Regions from separate parts of the Pan troglodytes genome. Here all the other regions are linked to region 2. Evidence: chromatin contacts called from public Hi-C data. All regions are on one chromosome and are shown on one strand. The core of a region is the stretch at or near the end of the contact, and the rest is flanking DNA. Distances in the headings are between cores, read along the strand shown. Region 1 overlaps ABCA1 (ATP binding cassette subfamily A member 1). Region 2 overlaps SLC44A1 (solute carrier family 44 member 1). Region 3 overlaps ABCA1 (ATP binding cassette subfamily A member 1).

Evidence for each region. Hi-C and Micro-C count contacts between places; a contact is called where the count stands out from the background.
Region 1: a Hi-C map of stem cell-derived neural progenitor cells shows a contact between it and region 2, with 3 times the contacts expected there. The contact joins two enhancer-like sites. A contact is called at or near these places in 3 of 7 Hi-C or Micro-C datasets (induced pluripotent stem cells and stem cell-derived neural progenitor cells).
Region 3: a contact with region 2 is called in a Hi-C map of stem cell-derived neural progenitor cells, with 4 times the contacts expected there. The contact joins two enhancer-like sites. A contact is called at or near these places in 4 of 7 Hi-C or Micro-C datasets (induced pluripotent stem cells, lymphocytes and stem cell-derived neural progenitor cells) and 1 of 1 other capture datasets (stem cell-derived neural stem cells).

What each region holds. Positions count from the first base shown.
Region 1 is chr11:33,623,086-33,626,035 of NHGRI_mPanTro3-v2.0_pri, forward strand. ABCA1 (ATP binding cassette subfamily A member 1) reads left to right here. Exons shown (of 50, transcript XM_016961357.4): 28 at 1-47; 29 at 1,699-1,823. Among named protein-coding and RNA genes, the nearest start is that of NIPSNAP3B, 48 kb to the right of the region's middle. Within about 2 kb of position 1,581, at least 7 of the 24 cell types and tissues checked have an H3K27ac peak or open chromatin away from gene starts, as enhancers often do. A contact at or near this core is called in stem cell-derived neural progenitor cells, where this site is marked.
Region 2 is chr11:33,013,770-33,016,597 of NHGRI_mPanTro3-v2.0_pri, forward strand. All of the region lies in intron 15 of SLC44A1 (solute carrier family 44 member 1), which reads right to left. Among named protein-coding and RNA genes, the nearest start is that of FSD1L, 28 kb to the left of the region's middle. Within about 2 kb of position 1,447, at least 7 of the 24 cell types and tissues checked have an H3K27ac peak or open chromatin away from gene starts, as enhancers often do. A contact at or near this core is called in stem cell-derived neural progenitor cells, where this site is marked.
Region 3 is chr11:33,564,931-33,567,898 of NHGRI_mPanTro3-v2.0_pri, forward strand. All of the region lies in intron 5 of ABCA1 (ATP binding cassette subfamily A member 1), which reads left to right. Among named protein-coding and RNA genes, the nearest start is that of ABCA1, 59 kb to the left of the region's middle. Within about 2 kb of position 1,476, at least 10 of the 24 cell types and tissues checked have an H3K27ac peak or open chromatin away from gene starts, as enhancers often do. A contact at or near this core is called in stem cell-derived neural progenitor cells, where this site is marked.

The sequences.
Region 1 (2,950 bases), core at 331-2,830, 610 kb after region 2:
AGAGACTGCTAATTGCCAGACGGAGTCGGAAAGGATTTTTTGCTCAGGTGAGACGTGCTGTTTTCGCCAGAGACTCTGGCTTCATGGGTGGGCTGCAGGCTCTGTGACCAGTGAAGGCAGGGATAGCATCCTGGTCAAGATATGGATGCCGGAGCCAGACTTATCTGTATTTCAATCCCAGTTCTATTCCTTGCCAGTTGTGCATCCGCTGGCAAGTTACTTCTCTATGCCTCAATCTCCTCATCTGTAAAATGGGGATAATAATATTACCTGCAATACAGGGTTGTTACGAAAATAAAAATGAATAGGTGCTTAGAATGGGGCCTGACATTAGTAAGTGCTTAGTTTTGTGTGTGTATATGTTATTTTTATTTTGGAGGAGAACATAAAAAGGACAAAGTGTAGAAAAACTGGTTGGGTGTATTCAGCTGTCATAACATGAGAGTTGTTATGCCCAGATGCACTTGACATGTGAATTTATTAGAAACATGATTTTTCTCGGAGTTGATGTTTAACTCAAACTGATAGAAAATATAGGTCAGAATATAGTTGGCCAACAGAGAAGACTTGTTACACTATTGTCTGCATGTCAGTGTTTGCCTGCTAACTTGCTTAGTTAGAAGGGTTAAATTTTTTCACTCTATAAAATCAAGAAATGTAGAGAAAAGGTCTGCAGAGAGTCTTTCATTTGATGATGTGGATATTGTTAAGAGCGGGAGTTTGGAGCATACAGAGCTCAAGTTGAATCCTGACTTTGCTACTTATTGGCTCTATGACCTCGGGCAAGCTGCTTAGTCTCTCTGATCCTCAGTTACCTTTGTTTGTTGATGATGACCATCGATAACACAACCATGAATAATGACAACATAGAGATAGTTCTCATTATAGTAGTTGTTATACAGAATTATTCACTCAATGTTAATTTTCTGCATTGAAATCCCAGAACATTAGAATTGGGGGCATTATTTGAATCTTTAAGGTTATAAGGGATACATTTCTCAGCAATAAATGGAAGGAGTTTTGGGTTAACTTATAAAGTATACCCAAGTCATTTTTTTTTTCAGAGAAGATATGGTAGAAAGTCTTAGGAGGTTGAAGAAGGAATTGGATATTTATTCTTTCTGAGACTATCATGGGAGATAATGACTATGGTTGTCCATGATTGGAGCCGTTGCTGTAGAGTTGGTTTTATTATAGTGTAGGATTTGAATGGGCCATGTGTTCTCAGACCTCAGATTAAAATGAGAAAACTGAGGCCAGTGGGGAGCGTGACTTCACATGGGTACACTTGTGCTAGAGACAGAACCAGGATTCAGGACTTCTGGCTCCTGCTCCTGGGTGCATGGCCCAATGTAGTCTTTCTCAGTCTTCAGGAGGAGGAAGGGCAGGACCCAGTGTTCTGAGTCACCCTGAATGTGAGCACTATTTACTTCGTGAACTTCTTGGCTTAGTGCCTCTGCCAGGTGGCCATAACCTCTGGCCTTGTGTTGCCAGAGAAAAGGTTTAGTTTTCAGGCTCCATTGCTTCCCAGCTGCCAAGAATGCCTTGGTGCAGCACAGTCATAGGCCCTGCATTCCTCATTGCCGTGCTGGTTGGTCGGGGAGGTGGGCTGGACTCGTAGGGATTTGCCCCTTGGCCTTGTTTCTAACACTTGCCATTTCCTGCTGTCCCCCTGCCCCCTCCACTGCCTGGGTAAAGATTGTCTTGCCAGCTGTGTTTGTCTGCATTGCCCTTGTGTTCAGCCTGATCGTGCCACCCTTTGGCAAGTACCCCAGCCTGGAACTTCAGCCCTGGATGTACAACGAACAGTACACATTTGTCAGGTATGTTTGTCTTCTACGTCCCAGGAGGGGGTAAGATTCGAGCAGACCAAAGATGTTTACGAGGGCCAAGGGAATGGACTTCAGAATTACACGGTGGAATGAATTTTACTGCTGCAGCTCAGGTCCCTGTATAAGCTAATACTGCATGCGTAGAACAGCAGCGAACTAACCCTGAATAATAGGCCAGTCTTCTGTTGAGCCTTTCAGCCTCTCTCCTCTTTATCCTACTGTTGTCAGGAACAGCCACATGTGTTTTAGGTAAAATAATCCACCCTTGCAAAAATCCATGATTAAGTTATAAAATATTTGGATTTGTGGAGCTGTGTTTTAATTCTGTAATTGAGTCACAGGGCACACTGTCAAAGCATAGAACCTCCAGAGACTTGTTTTCTGCAAAGTATAATTCATGTAATTATTATCTATTCTGTTATATTTGGGATGTTAGGTAGTGTTTGTTCTTTAAATAAAAATATCCCCCACTCTGTAACAATACATTAAATCAAAGAAAAGGACAAAGGATTTTTCTGGGTCTTGTTAGCAGGAGCTTTCTTCAGTCCTGAAAGATTTGTAGACCTGTAGATGGGGGAACTGTGTCAGTGATACAAAAGGGAAGCATTTAAAAAAAAAAGTATGTGTATATATATATATATATGTAATGTGAATTGGCCTCTTTTTCTCTAAGCCCACATTTTCTTCTTACATAGTTCAGGTTTACTTTATTTTTTCCTTTCCGGCTGCTGACCCTGTATTGCCCGTAGTTGTGGAACCTAGCATGTGTTTGTGACCTGTGCCTGTTATTTTTGTGCTTTCTAGTTGTGCATGCAAACAGTACAAAGTTTTCTTGCCCTTTCTTGGAAAATCCTGCTTGTCTGTGCCAAAGGGATAATTGTGAAAGCACTTTTGAAATACTTAATGAGTTGATTTTCTTCAAGTTAAAAAAAATATATAAATGTATATGTGTATGTACATGTGTGTACACATACACACCTTTATACATACAGCCCATTTAAAACAAGCTCCACTTTGGAGTGCTCTACGTCACCCTGATGCCGAATACGGGGCTAGAGTCTGAGATCCTTCTGGGTGGTTTCTGTGTTTTGTTCATTTCTGTTTTAAGAGCCTGTCAC
Region 2 (2,828 bases), core at 197-2,696:
GATTCATTTGTTGATTCACTCAATAAACCTCTATTGTGCCCTTAATAACTCCCCAGTTACCCTTGGCTACCTTCACAAAGTTGTGCAGCTCATCCTCCTATCTCAGGCTTGGGATCAACCATAGAACCCAGTAAAGTCTTGACCTTTCCTTTCTTATGTTTGATGGGTGAGTATCCCACCAAAGAACCTGGCTTCCACTCTGAGAGGAAAAAAAAATCTCCTTTTCTCATCAAGAGCATTCATATATTTACAGAAACTCTGCCAATAAATAGATACCTAATGGTTATTTATGGGACATAAACATTCCAAAGTGGTGAAAATGCATCTTATTCCTATGGTTTTTTTTTTCTTTTTTGTTCTAGCAGGGTCTCGCCATGTTGCCCAGGCTGGAGTGCAGTGGCTATTCACAGGTGTGTTCATCACGTACTACAGCCTAGAACTCCTGGGCTCAAGAGATCTTCCTGCCTTAGCCTTTTGAGTAGCTGGCACTACAGTTGTGCACCACGGTGCCCAGACTACTATGATTTTAAACACAGATAAAAATAATAAATCTATTACTATCTAAAAATTAAAATGCTGCTATGTTTTACGGCAATATTAACTTTGTAAATCCAAGATAAATAAAAATTCTAGTCGTAAAAAAAGGGATAAATTAGATTGCTACAAATAAATTACAACAAAAATTTCATTAGAAACTTAAAATTGCTATAACATGTTTACCCAGGGGGTGCTGAGGGAGCATGCATTCTTAGGAACTTTAATGAAAATCATGGATCCAAATGCAGACTACAGCTAAAAAACACTAACTGTCGGCTGGGCGTGGTGGCTCACGCCTATAATCTCAGCACTTTGGGAGGCCGAGGCGGGCGGATCACGAGATCAGGAGATAGAGACCATCCTGGCTAACACAGTGAAACCCCATCTCTACTACAAAAAGTTAGCCAGGCATGGTGGGTGTGCCTGTAATCCCAGCTACTTGGGAGGCTGAGGCAGGAGAATTGCTCGAACCCGGGAGGCAGAGGTTGCCGTGAGCCAAGATCGTGCCACTGCACTCCAGCCTGGGTGACAGAGCAAGACTCTGTCTCAAAAAAACAAAAATACAAAAAAAAAAACCCAAACACTAACTGTCCAGGGAAAGCTTAGCATGCCCTGAGTCCATCTATTTTTTTTTTTTTTAACTTTCTGACTCTTAGAAAAATTTTTGCACTAGAATAGACTTTAAAGGTCATTGAATTAGCCTTTCACTCTGTGCTCAATACTGCTTTACAACATCCCAGCTGCAAAAGTACCACCCAGCCTCTACACACATTCCTTCGTAGTCAGGGGGATCACGTCTTCTCCTGGGGTTAAGTCCATCTTGGTAGTGTTCCAGTTTTTAGGAAGTCTTCCTCACATTCTGTCTGATAGGCAGGAAAAGCCAGTGACTCCACTAGGTGGCCTTTCCCCTCCTAGGACTTAGCACAGTGCCTGGATTAGGACTGCATCTCAGCTGCATTTAACAGAAACCTATTATAGTGGCTTAAACAAGAAAGGGATTCATTCTTCTCACGTAACAGTAAGCCCAGAAGACAGCAAGCCCAACTGTGGAGAAATCAGGCAAGAATGCTTTCTGGGAACCAGGCTCCTTCTATCTTTTGGTTCTGCCATCTTTGGTCTGTGGTTCTGTTGGTGTTTGTAATATGTCTTTTGTTCTTTCGAGTAGGATCACATCTGCATTCCAGACAGGCCAGAGAAGGGGAAAACCAGGAAGATGGGTGGCACCTATATCGGGAAGGCGAAATTTTCTTGGAAATTGCCAGTATTCTTCAGCTTATATCTCATTGGGCAGAACTATGTCATACGGCCACTTCAAGCTTCAGGGAAGTATGGAAAGGTGAGTATTTTAGTAAGGCATTTTGCTAACCAGAATGATATCTGGGTTATATTCATGAAAAAGATGGGCAGAAGAGCAATAGCAGGGCAATCAGCACTCACTGCCACAGCCTGATAGTAATAGGTGATTAACATATGTTAACTGACTGATGAAACAGAAGTCTTTTTCCAACCATTAGAACCCTTTAGGGGCTCAGGACATGACTATAGACACCATTTCTTCTACAACATCCCTTTAGATATTTGAATATAGTAATCATTGCTTTTCCCTTTCTCTACCCCAAGATGTCTCTTTTCCCAGTAGATATCTTCTCTAGGCTTGTCTCTGAAAACACTCTCATTCGTTTATATTCCAGGTGTGGATTGACCTATAAAAAGTAATGCAGAGTAGGCAGGGCGCGGTGACTCATGCCTGTAATCCTAGCACTTTGGGAGGCTGAGGCGGGTGGATCATCTGAGGTCAGGAGTTTGAGATCAGCCTGGCCAACATGGTGAAAACCCGTCTCTACTAAAAATACAAAAAAATTAGCCGGGCGTGGTGGCAGGTGTCTGTAATCCCAGCTACTCGGGAGGCTGAGGCAGGAGAATCGCTAGAACCCAGGGGGCAGAGGTTGCAGTGAGCTGAGATGGTGCCACTGCACTCCAGCCTGGGTGACAGAGTGAGACTCCATCTCAAAAAAAAAAAAAAAAAAAAAAAAGGAATGCAGTCATTTCCTTTCTCCTGCTGTATATCACGTGGTCGCTATTATCAAATAGCTACCACAAAAGCACATATTGTGCCCAGACCTTGGTTTCCAAATACCAGTTTCCATTAAAAGGAACCAGGGCTTTGAAGACTTGGCTGATTACAGAGTTGAGACCAGGAAAGCATAAGATGAGCTTGGAACATCTGGTTGCGTCAGTGAACAAGGAAGTACTCAAAGAATGATGGGGACAGATCAAAAGTACAGGAGCCA
Region 3 (2,968 bases), core at 226-2,725, 550 kb after region 2:
ATTGGTGAGGGCACTGCTCACATAACTTAATCACCCCTTAAAGGCCCTGCCTCTTAATACTGTCACATTGGTGATGAAGTTTCAATGTATGAACTTTGAGGGGGGACACGTTCAAATCATAACAGGTGTGCTATTGCCTTACTAGCAAAGTAATCTGGGGGAAGATGAGTAATGTCTCGTTCCACCCCTGATTCCAGTGCTGACTGATTCTGGAGTGGCAGAGAGGGTTGGAGGCTCACCCCTCTGCTCACCCGACCCTCTGGCCATCTCCTCTTAGAATGCAAGGGCAGGGATTTTGTTACACAGCGCCTCTTTTGTTATAGGCTAGCTCCTGCCTTCAAGGAGCACTGAGAAAAATATTATCCCTTTGAACCACAACACTAGTATTTTGGGTACTGTAGCCATTCAGAAGTTTGTTGAACTAATACAAGTTTATATTATTTGTAAAATACTAGAAGGAATGTGTGGTTCCTAAAGTTATGGTATTCCCATTGGTTGAAAGAGAAGACTCTGGCTTGCTTCCTAATGCCTTGGAAGGTTCAGGGAGCATAAGCCTAAATATCCTGGTTTCTCTTGGGAATTCTTCACAGATTGTCATCTATGACTTTATCCACATTTATTTTGAACATGTTTAATTTTCAGCTTGTATTTTCTCAAGGAGTATGTGTGAGTCAGCATTCAGAGTACTTAACACACTTAGTGTCATTAGTGATAACCCACACGTGTAGGAAGCTAGACCTCCATTTACAGAAAAATGGAGGCTCAGAGAGCCTAACTGACTTTCCCAAGGCCACATAACTGGAAAATTCTGGAACTGAGTTTTTTCAGGTATGTCTTGGTATCCCTCGGTGAGCCTTGTCTGTAGAGAAGGAAGTGTCTCCTGGGTTGGAAAGCCCAGGCCGGGATGAACAGCATGGGTGTCCTTAGGCTGTGTGCACCACACACCCCTGGCCTACTCTCCCCTGCTCTAAGGAGTCACCTGAAGGAGCAGCTGCATCACCCTGCCTCACCCCTTCTCCTCAGCACCCAACAACCAGGTCTTCCCAGAGAGTGCTCAGCCATTGGTGAAGCAGGCATCATCTATTCTTCAAGAAGACAGCAGAGCATCAGGAAAACAAAACACCAAAAAAATACCATAAAGACACTGGAGTGTATTTGTTACCAGCCCTTGTATAACAGAGAAGTGTTTCAAGGTCTTATCTGTAAGGCTGGACAAGCTCAGGCTGATTAAAACCACGAGTTAGAATTTGTCTCCCCCTCCCAGGCCCTGCTCAGTTGACAGCTCCTAGCAGGCTGGGAGGCCCCACCCCACCCCCACCCCAGGGGTCCATTGAAGAAGACCATCTGGGCCTGAGATGCTGATGTGATTTTCCCTACTTCTCCTTTTTTTTCATTTGCCTCCTCCACCCACTTCTAAAGCAGCTGATTGCTCTGGTTCCTTTTCATGTTGAGCAAAAGAGAACACAGATCTTGAAACCTGAGCTGGGGACTGGAGGACACTGACCGAGAGTAACCCCGTCTGGCTCAGCTCAGCTCAGCAAAGGGCTTTCCTCCTCCGCCTTCCTGAGCTGCTCTCCCTCCTCTCCTTCCCTCCTTCTTTCCCAGCCTCCCCTAAGCTCCTCCACCCCTCTCTTCCCTCTCCTCCCTCCTCCCACCTTCCTTGTCCTCTATGCTCAGAGAACTGAAGGAACACTGAATGGCCGGGAAAGCAGGACCTCGCCCCCACCCCACGTCACACCCCTCCGCCTGCACGTGCAAGTGTGTTCCTCAGCTTGGTCCCAGAGGTCCCAGCTGGTTCCCCGGCTTGGTCCCAGAGGCCTAGATGTGTGGCAAGAAGCTGAGGGTTCTGCCTCGTTTCTTCCAGCCCACAAACACACATGTCACCTGTTTTTTGTTCTTTTTCCTTTCCTTTGCCCCACTTTACAGAAGCTCTTGGCTAATTGGTAGGTCACTGTTTGCTCCTCCAGGCAAAACCAAGGAGGCTGAGCTCAGCAGGTCAAGTATTTTGGTCTGTATTGAAGAGACTGTGGTGGGAGAGCCCTCTTGACCTTCTGCTGGATAGTGACTTTCTCTTCTGCTGGCAGCAGTAGCCCAGCTCCGCATCCTGTGACAGAGGTCATACCTTCCAGTTACCCGAGCGAACACTTGGAGCAAGTCAGCTTTTTCCCCTGAAAGAGCACGTTCACGTTCTTGATCTTTGGTTTGCACAACAACCTGTGAATGTTATTAGCCCCATTTTTTTTGTTTGTTTGTTTTTTGAGACAGAGTGTCGCTCTTGTTGCCCAGGCTGGATTGCAATGGCGTGATCTTGGCTCACTGCAACCTCTGCCTCCAAGCAATTCTCCTGCCTCAGCTTCCTGAGTAGCTGGGATTACAGGCATGCGCCACCACACCCGGCTAATTTTGTATTTTTAGTAGAGACGGGGTTTCTTCATGTTGGTCAGGCTGGTCTCGAACTCCCGACCTCAGTTGATCCACCCGTCTTGGCCTCCCAAAGTGCTGTATTAGCCCCATTTTATATCCAAGGAAACTGAGGCTTAGGGAGATTTAAATAGGGGGGAAAGTAAGCTTCATGATTACACAGTCAGGAAATGGCAGAGCTGACTCTTGAATTCAGACCCTGTGATGCTGTATCCAGTGCTGATTTTGTTTTGCCCTGTGTTCCTTTCAGTGTCAGGTAGGAAGACCTCAGAGATCATCTTCTCCAACCCACACATTTTACTGATTATAAAATCCAGGTCCGCATTAACTCATTGGCCAAAGTGAAGTGGCTAAATGACTCTCCTGTTCAGGAAGTATTCCCTGTCTTGTGTGGAATGATTGGTCTTTCGTCTAGGTCATCTTCCACCTATATCCGTCCTTGCAGTGACTGGTGGATACGATCATTCCTGGTGATTCCCTGTAAAATACTAGATTTATTTATTCTTTCATAAAGCTATGAGTAGACAAATCAGTCAGCTTCAACCTT